Linked DNA regions of Mus musculus: all the other regions are linked to region 3. The links are chromatin contacts, called in public promoter capture Hi-C maps. All regions are on one chromosome and are shown on one strand. Each heading gives the region's core, a stretch centred on a gene start, on an enhancer-like site or on the middle of the called end of the contact. The rest is flanking DNA. Distances are from core to core; before and after follow the strand shown.

Region 1 (2,700 bases), core at 130-2,629, 2.0 Mb before region 3:
ACAGTATGACAATGTTAAGGGCTCTCCCACCCCCCCTTTAGAGACAGGGTTTCACTGTGCAGCTCTGGCTGGCCTCAAGCATTTTCAGTGCTGGGATTAAAGATATGTGTACCTCACACCTCTCACAAGGGATCCCACTTCTGTAGTTAATGCCATACAGACTGTATGTGTTCTGATGTAAACAAACAAAAACACACTTCAAAGCTAGTTTCAAATACCTTGCATTATTAGTATTTTGCCCCTGTTAACTTCTAGAGTCGGTACATTGTCATGTCACCATAGCAGATATGGGCAATGAACATTCCAAAATAAAATGTACCACGCTGGGAAAACGCTGTTCAGCTCTAAAGTTTACTAGTACAACTAAGTCTTTTGAGAATCAGGGCCCACCATCTGGCATCATAGGCACAGAAAAAGCACTACAATTTCATAACTGACATTTTTGATGAACTGTCGAGGGTCTCCACCTCTTTAACAACAACTTGAGGAGGAGAAAAATCAAGACTTTTCTGATGTACCCTTTCTTCAAGAAACAATGTTTGTTCCTTAGTGGAAATTAAAGCATCCTAAATATAAGGGGGTGTTTAAGAGCCCCAATGCGAGTACACACTTAACTCTAAAGTTTTACGCTTTCAGCGTCCATAATTACAAAACTCCAGTTTTATTTTCGCAGTTACCCAAACAGGGCAAATAACTTCAACAGCTGATTTTAAATTCCAGGAATTCACTCATACAGAAATGCACAGCTAGAGCGAAAACTTAACGACCTCAACACTAATAGTTCCATTTTGGACTTTTTTTTAACTTAAATATGGTGGTTTATCCTATTGTTTCTTTGGCGAAAAGTTCAGTCTCCACAGAGAGAAAAGTTTTGGCAGTATCTTGGGGCTGAAAAGAAGGATAAAAGAAAGAAAAAAAAAAAAAGCCCAAATTCTCCGGTCCGGTAAAAGCAATCGTCTTGAACTAGGAGTGGGACTGGAGTCGAGGGTTCTCCAGAGGCCTCCCCACCACAAGACATCTTTAAGGAGGCTGTAAAAATCTACTTGGCCCACGTTCCTTCAGGGGTTCCTCCGCCCGTCCAGCCACGTTTCTGGCTCGCAGGAGCAGACACCGGCTGGCGAGAGGGCGCAGGAAATCACCAGCGGGCGGTGGCGACGGGGTCCAGACACTTCCCGCGCAAGAACGGGAAAGGGGGGGTAGCCCGGGGCCTAGCCGCACTGGACAAAACCAAGGCGAATCCTCGGGGAGAGCAAGCTGCGGGGCCGGTCACCTGAAGTGGATGTGTGAATCCCGAAGTAGGGTCCCACGCCGTGCTGCTTAGTGGCAACGAGGAGACTCGGAACACCAACCCCGGACGCCGAAGCTCCTCAGCGTGCGCTTCGCCCAACCCAGCGCGCATGCGGAGCCACCTCTCACTGCGCAGGCGCCGACAGAAAAGGATCCTTCGTTGCCACTAACCATAGAGTCTTGGTCCTCCTAATATGGGCGGTGTGAACCAAGGGACGAGCTGAAGAGTCACTGCCCCTGGTATTTATAGATTTTTTTGCGGAGGGAACTTGCTAGGTTTAAAGGAGAGGTAAGTTTCTGTTTCTTGCTCCAGGATGATCGCTTTAAGTTTTAGTCAACCAAGAGAGGGCGCTGTGACGAATGGCGGAAAGCCGAGGAAGAGGAGGAGCGTGATCCTCTCCTGACCCATCCCTCAGAGCGTGCTGGGTGCCGGCGACTCGCCGGAGGGAGGGGCGGTGGAGAGACCCGGAATTCCGGACTGTGCGCGCTTCCACATCCGGGCATTCCGTCTCCTCCCCCTCCCTCAGTCCTCGCCCAACAGGAACCGGAAGTGGGAACCGGTTTCCTGGTTGCCTCTTAGCAACGCAGTTGTCAAGTGACCCGGTCAGCTGACTCCCGTGGAGGCGGGCACTGGGGTAACCGGTTCTGGAGGTGTTGCGGTCCCGATTGTCTCGCCGGGGGGCCCGAGCCGAGTCACCGTCAGGATGTCGGGCAAAGACCGGATTGAAATCTTCCCTTCGCGAATGTAAGTTAAAGACTAGGACAAGCGACAACCGTGTTCAGGCACATCTTCCCGGCGCGCATTCCTGCGTACCCTTGGCCACCAGCAAGGTTCCTTGGTTTCTGGGTCGCTCCTTGAGCTTTCCCCAGGGTCTTCGTTTCCTCTGAGTTCCGAGCGAGGTTTCTTTCCAACGCTCCCCTCCCCTGCTGTTTCTGAGAGAAGAGGCCGGAGAAAGTGGTTCCAGTCCACAGGAAAAGGGGGTTCACCTGCTGGCAGCTTTTGGAGGTCGATGCCTTTACTCACTCATTCCGCACACCCTTTGAGCCACACACGGAGTTTACATAACTGAGCCGTCGGCGCCATCTCTACCTCCCAGGGCTCATCATTGCTGAGGATTGAGATGTAGACGCTGAGGTCTGACCAAAGCTCCCAGACGGGAAGTTATGTGACAGGGAAGCAGCTAGAAGGCCCCTCAGCCAAAGTGACATTGAATGTGTCACCCTCTCGCAGCTGTAGGTTTCAGTCTTGGATCCCGTCAAGTGTTATTTGCTGTGGGAAGATATCCCTGCATTTCTGAGGTATTCCTATAGCCCTGTGATGACTGCACTCTTTACGTCTAGCAAGTGTCACTCATGACACTGTCACGCGGGTATTTATTTGGGCTGTCTCCTGGATGAAGGAGGCATCTTTTT
Region 2 (2,700 bases), core at 126-2,625, 2.1 Mb before region 3:
TGTTTTCTTCTGGTTGAGCTGGGTTTATGTCATCGCGGTTCCTTGGTAGGTTGGTGGTGCAGTCATGACAGACTGGGGAAGACAGAGGAGGTGAGTCACACTGAAGGTCCAGTGAATCAGACGGGGTGGGCTGGGACAGGGGTTTCCCTCAAAGGAAGCGCCTTAGCTGTTCCTGGGAGAAACACCACCAGGAGAAAAAACCAACTTCCCCCCTTTCAGAGAACCCACTTAAGAACCCGTTTTCTAAAGAAAAGGCCCAGTCCATGCCTCCTAAAAGGAGTAGACAGGTATAGGATCTGACTTTCCCAGCTTCTCCTACTCTGGGTTTGAGCCCTTCTGGTATTCGGAAGCACGATTTCTTCCAATGCCCTGGTGTGATATGGTTCCGAGTGACTTCAATGGCTTCAAGTTTCAGTTTCCTGGAAAACACATTATTTGCCTCCTGGAGTTGGGGTATAATTGCAAATAAAACCTAGCACTATTGGAAAGAGAATGGAACCTCTGTTGTCTTTGGATTTAAAATCTAGGAAGCTGTTACCTGGCAACACAACACTGCCAGATCTCTTGCTTTACAGGTGAAGATGTATGTTTGTCACAGACCGCAGGGGCATGTGGGGCAGAGCCCAGCATAGGGACACTAGGGTGTGCTGGGAGCCAGACTGAAGGGCATCTCTGTCTTTCCATTACCGGCAGTTCTCTCTCTCTCTCTAATCCAGACACCCCAGGGCCTTTGTCCTGCCTAGCAGGTGTTCCCTCTGCTGAGCAAAGATATCAGGGATTCTATGCAGATCAGCACCACTGTCGTTTTCTTGTTTCAGGTGCCAACATGATGTGGTAGAACGTTGTGTTGATTCTATCGGGATATTTTCTTCATCATAGGCGTTAATTTTTATTTTAAAATATCGTATTACAATATGACTTACACGGATGACTCGATTATTTTGCACGCTCTTTAAACTCACCCAGAATTGCTAAAATCTGATTCTTTTTGGTTGTTTGCTTTTGAGATGAGGATGGTGTGATGTACACATTGAGGTGAGAATGTGTTCTGTAGACTATGCCAGTCACCTTAAACTTGAGATTCTCGTACTTGCTCTATACACTCCTCTGCCTCTCAGGAAAGGCTCAGAACTATAGACAGAGGTCCAGGGTCGTGTTCTTGGGCGATCACCGCGGGCCGTGCGGGGTAGGGTTGGCACACTGGGCACCTGGCGTGGGAAGGTCGGAGCAGAAGTCCCGACCGGGCCAGACTTCCTGCCCGCAGGGCGGGAGGCTCTGGCACTGGATGTGCGCCAGGGGGCGTCTCCGGGAGGGAGTGGCTTCCTGGGCGCGGGCGGCGTCGGCGGTGGAGCGCGGGGACAGCTCACCTGGACTGGCGACATGGAGGACGGCGTGCTCAAGGAAGGCTTCCTCGTCAAGAGGGTGAGTGTGTTCTGGCCTCGCGCCCGCGTGGCCGTGGGGACAGCGGGGCGAGCAAGTGTTGGACAAGGTGACGAGCTGGCGAAGTGCTCCCACTGGCCAGCGGATCTGGCATGCACAGGCTGGTCCTGCTTGGTTCAGGGCTTACTCTCTCCGGTGGATCTCTTAAAACAATTTACTGGAATTGAGGGCGAAGCCAGGGACAGGACCCATGGTTAGCATACTCAAGGCCCTGGATTTGGTCCACAGCAACACACCACACACACACACACACACACACACACACACACACACACACACACACCACACCACACTGTATTAAAGTACCATAAAGTGGTGTGGGTGCAGGGTGGAGAGAGCATAGTTAAAAGGTACGGCTGGAAAGTAGGAATGACCTTCTGTGGTAGAGAGTTAACTGTGGCTGACCGCAGTTAAGAGTATATTCTCACGTAGCTAAGGGGATTTTAAATGTTTCCAACACCAAGAAACGTTAATAAATGTTTGAGGTGATGGAGCTGCCAGTTACCCTTATGCGATCATTGCATGCCGTGCCTATGATTGACAACCCAATGTATGTGCTCCATGCATATGCACAGCCATGTCTCAATTAAGTATGATATTGAAATATAAGGCACCATGGATATGCCGTGCAATTTACAGCTTGAAAGGAAAGAAGGCACCACCCTTCCCTCCCTCCCTCCCTCCCTCTTCTCTCTCTCTCTCTCTCTCTCTCTCTCTCTCTCTGCTCAAGACTGAGCATCAGCAAGGCGAAATAGCTTGTCTAGCGTAGGTGAGTATTAGATAGGACATGAACTCCATCCTTAGTCCTCCCTCATCACCCTTGTTGAAGAAGCAAGAGTCCAACCAGGGACAGTGGGACTCCCAGGATGCCTAGGGTCAAGGTAGAAAATGAACGAAAGAACCTAAAAGAGGAACTTTTACAGTTTGGTGCATTCAGAAAACCTTGGATTTGATCTCTAACTTCTAAAACAATTACTTTAACATTGATGTCAATACTGAATATTTATGTTAGTATAATAGCATGCATAGTATGCATATAGATATACATGTGTGTATGTGTATATATGTATACACACATATATGCATGTATTTGTATGTATATGTGTGTATATGTATGTATATGAGTATATATGCATGTATATGTGTGTATATGTGTGTATATGTATGTATATGTATGTGTATGTATATGTATATGTGTATATGCATATGTATGTATATGTGTGTATATGTATGCATATATATATGTATTGGCGGCTGAGC
Region 3 (2,734 bases), core at 150-2,649:
CATGTGTCTCACCCAAGAGCCCCCATCATGCCTTTGAAACCCAGCAAAAACCAAATGCAGAGAAATGCACCTCTGTGTGTGTGTGTGTGTGTGTGTGTGTATACACATATATATTAATTATCACATTTATACATGCCTATCTGTGCATCGCATGCATGCCTGGCACCTGCAGAGACTAGAAGCAGATGTCGGAACCCCTAGAACTCAAGTTAAGCTGCTGTATGGGTACTGTACTGAGAACTGAACCTCTGGAAGAGCAGCCCTTGTTCCCAACCTCTGAGCAGTCTCACACCTGGGAATCTTAATGGCCAGTCTAGGATCTGTTCCTTAAATAAAAGTAGCAAACATGTTTAGGGGTTTCCCTTCATTTAGGCACATTGCTTGAAATGTAGTTCATTTCAAGACAATAAATAGGCTTATCATTTTCCTTGATCCATTTCTCCTACTGACAAATTCATTTTCCATCTAATATTTAGCTTGAACACACACGTGCACATGCACTCCCACACACTCACACAGTCGTTGCTTTTTAAAGACCCAGTAGACTAGACTTGCTCTCCCCTAATACTAGTTCTCAAGAGCAGGCAATTTTCTGAACCCCAGAGAGGATTGATTTTCCTCTCTGGTGCTAACACATTTGGCAGCAGTAAACTGGGTCTCTAGAGAGGACAATTCATTCTTGGGTACCATTTGTATACAGAAATAAATATTTGGTAATCCGAGAACCTACCCTAGCAATCTAGACCCAAAGAAAACTTTACAGGAACCTCCTCCAAATAATTTTGCAACTTGGATTTCATTTTTAATGATAATTTATCTGTCTACTCTGAAGAACTGAACAATGAATGGGTCAGCGGGTGTTTTCCCGGTTTAAGAGGTGGGAGGGCATGACATAAGTCACTGTTGTGGGGCGGCCAAATGGCAATGACAGTTAATTCCGCAACACACCGGAGTGTTGGTGAAGGGAAGGGCGGTCCAATCCAGACCCTGATGAAGGCCTTCCAACTAGGGGTGAGCCCAGGTGGACCTGCCACTCATAAGCTGGGCCAGGCCGCTGAAGGGGCAACCTAGGTAGGGTGGAGTGATCAAGATCAGGCTTTGATCGAGGAGAAGAGATGGGACCGGGAAGTCAAGGTTGGGGATCTGGGCTGGGTGGGCGCTCATTCCAACTCCGCCTCTCAGATCGTCGGCGGAAAGATGCAGACGTATCCCTTCCGAACCCTGCCCGGGTCCGGGCACCCCAGGGCTTGAGAGCAGAGCTGGGATCCCGCCCCGGGCGGCCGCGGGGACCCCGACGCTCCCCTCCCCCGCTCCCGCTGCAGCGGCGGTGCAGGGGACGGGCGGAGGGCCGGGCAGGGGCGGCAGCCGCAGCTGTCCCCTCCCACCTCCCGCCAGCGCGAGCTTCCCCGCGACGCGCTCCCGCCGCAGCCGCGCTTCCCCGCGCCAGCGAGCCAGCGAGCGAGCGGGCGAGGCCAGCGCGGGGGCCGGGCCGCTTCCTTCTCGCCACCGCGGCGTCCTGGGGCTGGCTCCAGCCGCGATGGCAGAGGCTGAGCGGGGCTGAGCCCGCAGCCGCCCGCAGCCCTCGGGCCCCCTTGAGTCCCTGCCATGGCGAAACAGTACGATGTGCTGTTCCGGCTACTGCTGATCGGGGACTCCGGGGTTGGCAAGACATGCCTGCTGTGCCGCTTCACCGACAACGAGTTCCACTCCTCGCATATCTCCACCATCGGTAAGGGGCGGTGGCCCAGGGGCGCCCTATTCTCCCCTCCCGGTGGTTGCTTCTTTATCCCCAGCCCGGAAGGGATTGTGCGCCCCTTAAGGTAGAGGCGGTGGCGCGGGAGGCCAGGGATAGGGAGTGCATACACCTAGGGGTGTGAGGTTCCTCCCCCCCCCACACACACACTGGGGCCCTGAGACTGGGTTCCTACAGGTGAGGGGTATATGCTGCCTACAGTCATGGTCTAAAGATGGGAGTTCTGCCTTCTGGCAGGGGAGCCTTCCGATCCAAGATCCAAGATGAGAAAACAGGCGGGTGTAGGCCAGAGTGCCCTGAGACAGGGCAGCGAGATTCACAGCCAGTGAAGTGATATACCCACAGCTCCAAATGAAGGGAGGAGAACGGAATCAAAATGAGGACCAGGCAGTAAGTCACTGAGGTACCCTTAGTTTTAGGGTGAGTCGGTGTGGAGCCAGGATAGGAGTGGACAGAGGCAGACTCAGTAGTGAAGGGAAAGTCACAAGGTGGGACGCCTGGAGGACAGGGATACCACAGTGCAAGAAGGAAGATACGGGTGGGCAGAGACTGTTTGAAGGACGGTGGGAAAATCGGAAATGTCCATGCAGAGCAGAGGGTCAGCAAGTAGGCAGGCCCTACATGAGACCCGGACAAAGGCCTGGTTGGTACCCTGGCAAGGCCATTGAGGGCCACTCTGAGAGTGACTCAGTGGTCTCTCCTTCATGGGCAAGGCAAGGTCCTCTCTTCCAGGACGTCTGCCTTGAGGGGATTCCACCCATATCTGACACCAGGGTACCACACTTGGTCAGCTGTGGAGGATCCTTCTCGTGGCTCCTGACAGAAACAACCTGCTGACAACCTGGTCATCCAGTAGGAATCCTCTCCTAGAAGGCCCTGCTGCCTTCGGGGAGGACTCCAGCTCTCCTTGAGAGCTTCCTCTTAAGGCTTTCTTCTTCTCCCTTCACACTCCTCCCCCAACACACACTCCTTGCCAAGAGA
Region 4 (2,700 bases), core at 27-2,526, 2.3 Mb before region 3:
CATCAGAAGTATGATTGTCTGTGCACTGCCACAGTAGTGCTCCATCCATGCAAATATATGGTTGGCAAACAGCATCTATTAGTGGCTCCCCCAGTTACCTTTCCCTAGTGATAAGTACTTGAAGAACCAGCCTGCTTCCATATTAGGCTTGAAAGTCATCTTACAGTGAAGACAATCTAGGTTCATTCTTGTTTATGAGTAAACCTGTTTTTCAAGGATTGAGCTATGCCCCACCTGTGACCTTAACTACAAATGGTTCTGTACTGCTTGTTCCAAGAATGCAATCACGTCTTTGTTTCAAAAAGTTGTTTATAGTCATCTTGCAACCTGACCTTTGCTTCAAAGGGTTATATAGCTACCTTGTTAGGCCCATCTTTGCAACCTTGTGTCTCTGTTCCAGAGGGACTTACTTGCTATGCTTGTGTGCTGCTCCTATAACTATATTTTGACAGACAAACCCCTCATTTGGAAACCTTCCTATCCCTGAGCTATAAAAGCCTGCCTTCACATCCAAAGCTGAACCCCATCTCAGGAGGAGGCAGCCCGTGTATGTGAATTTTTAAAGCTTGCTTTAATTAATTTGGTCATGATGATTTGGGTGGCGGTCTTTCTCCTCTCGTTTTTTTTTTTTTTTTGGATTAATATACTCTTTAGCAGCTGAGCCATCTGCCCAACTCAAAGCCTACCTTCTCTTCCCATGCATCCTAGCCTTGCTAGTTTTTTGATTCCTGTGACTGAAACCCATTCCAGCCTCCAACTTTGTTTTTTCCTGGTCCTTCTTTCTGGAGACTACCCCCACCTCCACCCCAACTCCCCACAGAACAGTGTGGCCCTTGTAGGTTTAATGGCGAAGACCTTTAAGACCTTTACTTAAAGCTGCCCAGACCTTCTACTAGTCTGAACATTTTTGTCAATAACACTACTTAAGTTACGTCTATTTTTTTTTTTTTTTCCTACTAGGAAAGAAGCTATGTAGAGACAGAAATCTTCAGTACCTAAAATCCCTTCGCAGGGAAATGAATGAATGAATGAATGAATGGTTACACCTGCAGACCATTTTGGGGGAGTCTTTCTGGCGTAACAATATAAATGAGTCAGTCAAATGAACAGAGATCTTAATCTGCCCAAAACTGGTGCCGCGGTTCTGGGGAGTTTGGGCTAAGGATAAACTGGGAGAACTTGCTGCAAGTCCCAGCCCTGCTCTCAGTGAGCGACTACGGCTGCGCGGACAGGCAGGGCTCAGCCGCTTCCGGGATGGTCGGGAGCCAACGAGACTTCGAGCCTCCGGGTGGGCTAGAGCGGCGCGACATTCAGGTGTGTGCGGCCATGGAGGACGAGAAGAGCTTCTCCGATATCTGCGGCGGCCGCCTAGCCCTGCGGTGCCGCTACTACTCACCGTACTGCCGCGAGTTCGGCCTCAGCTCGGCTCGGCTGTCGCTGTGCTCGCTCACCGCGGTCACCTGCGCGGTGTGGCTGGCGGCCTACGGGCTCTTCACCCTGTGCGAGGTAAAGGCGGGCGCTCGGCCGGCGCAGGCAGCTTGGAGAGGTCTCGGGGCTGACCCGTGGGTCCGGGAGGGTGGGGACTCCCTGGATCAGGGTCGCCGTTCCACGGCAGGACTGCCCTCCCTCCCCGAGAAGTTTGTGCTTCTGGACGTTCTACCACAGTGGACCTACTTGCCCTGCTCATTCATGGAACATAACCTCCTCAGAGAACTCAGTGCATCCTCCCGCATCACTTACTGGGTACCAAAGCCAACGGATAGCAGGCGTGCGACAGAATTACAGAAAAGTTTTTGCCTCCACAACTGTGCAGTACAGAATCTCCACCTAATATCTGTTTCTCAAGGCCAGGTCAACTACCATCCCCTCTCCCAACCCTTCCCCAGTTTAAGTGCATTTTCTAAAGTGTTGCCAGGTCTAAGACACGAGGGTTTTCTATGCTCAGTTTTCAGACTTTCTAATCTTTTTTCCCCCCGAGCCTCATTTTTAACATCTCTAAGTTGAAATTAATGGTTCAAAATATTGCGAAGGTCAACTGCTATTATTTTGTGACAGTTCCCAAGCAAAAAGAGTCATCCGATTGGCCTTTGTTCAGGATGTTCTGTTCTGTTTTAACTCCCTGTATAGCCCTAAAATGAATATATTATTCCAGGAGTGATCTTAATAGAGCCAGTACACCAGAACTGTTTATTTCTGCAATTTTCATATTGTTTGTATTAAAACATCCCTTAGCTTTTTTCTATTCTTTTGCTATTATTATTATTCTTACTTTGTCTGGACTGGAAGGCTCTATGTGGAGCCTGCCTCTGCCTCCCTAGGGTTAGGATCAAAGGTGTGTGTCATCATACCTGGTTCAATCACATTTATGCTATCAAAGTGTGTGGCAGAGCATCATAATTTGCACAGATTTTCATAGATGAAGTTAAGTCCCCTCACTGAGGGTCTGGGGAATGAATGGCTCATCAGATGACTGCAGCGACTGCCAAACCTGACCACCTAATGCCAAACCTGACCACCTAATGCCAAACCTGACCACCTAAGCCGAATCCCCAGAACCCACATGATGGGAGGGAAGAATGGATTCAAAAAAATTGTCCTCTGACCTCTGCACAATAAATAAATATAAATAGTAGGGGCTGGTGTGGTGGTGCACACCTTTAATCCCAGCACTAGGGAAACAGAGGAAGGAACATCTCTGAA

What was found. Promoter capture Hi-C pulls out the DNA fragments that hold promoters and counts their contacts.
Region 1: a promoter capture Hi-C map of embryonic stem cells shows a contact between it and region 3, with 3 times the contacts expected there. The contact joins the promoter of Eif2s1 here to the promoter of Rab15 in region 3. A contact is called at or near these places in 4 of 39 promoter capture datasets (cranial neural crest, embryonic stem cells, liver and 1 more) and 1 of 115 datasets of contacts at active chromatin or transcription factors (astrocytes).
Region 2: a promoter capture Hi-C map of cranial neural crest shows a contact between it and region 3. The contact joins the promoter of Plek2 here to the promoter of Rab15 in region 3. A contact is called at or near these places in 1 of 39 promoter capture datasets (cranial neural crest), 1 of 484 Hi-C or Micro-C datasets (pro-B cells) and 1 of 115 datasets of contacts at active chromatin or transcription factors (astrocytes).
Region 4: a promoter capture Hi-C map of liver shows a contact between it and region 3, with 4 times the contacts expected there. The contact joins the promoter of Pigh here to the promoter of Rab15 in region 3. A contact is called at or near these places in 5 of 39 promoter capture datasets (embryonic stem cells, hippocampal neurons, liver and 1 more) and 2 of 115 datasets of contacts at active chromatin or transcription factors (astrocytes and large pre-B cells).

The regions. Positions count from the first base shown.
Region 1 is chr12:78,860,751-78,863,450 of GRCm38.p6, reverse strand. It overlaps Eif2s1 (eukaryotic translation initiation factor 2, subunit 1 alpha), which reads right to left and starts at 1,379. Exons shown (of 8, transcript NM_026114.3): 1 at 1,271-1,379. It overlaps Atp6v1d (ATPase, H+ transporting, lysosomal V1 subunit D), which reads left to right and starts at 1,813. Exons shown (of 9, transcript NM_023721.2): 1 at 1,813-2,032. The coding sequence starts at 1,992.
Region 2 is chr12:78,905,613-78,908,312 of GRCm38.p6, reverse strand. It overlaps Plek2 (pleckstrin 2), which reads left to right and starts at 1,375. Exons shown (of 9, transcript NM_013738.3): 1 at 1,375-1,422. The coding sequence starts at 1,381.
Region 3 is chr12:76,821,189-76,823,922 of GRCm38.p6, reverse strand. Rab15 (RAB15, member RAS oncogene family) reads left to right here and starts at 1,399. Exons shown (of 7, transcript NM_134050.5): 1 at 1,399-1,729. The coding sequence starts at 1,606. It overlaps Gm34988 (a long non-coding RNA gene), which reads right to left. Exons shown (of 2, transcript XR_381699.2): 2 at 2,023-2,734.
Region 4 is chr12:79,088,246-79,090,945 of GRCm38.p6, reverse strand. It overlaps Pigh (phosphatidylinositol glycan anchor biosynthesis, class H), which reads left to right and starts at 1,276. Exons shown (of 4, transcript NM_029988.2): 1 at 1,276-1,506. The coding sequence starts at 1,327. 9230116L04Rik (RIKEN cDNA 9230116L04 gene) reads left to right here. Exons shown (of 3, transcript NR_110486.1): 3 at 961-2,241.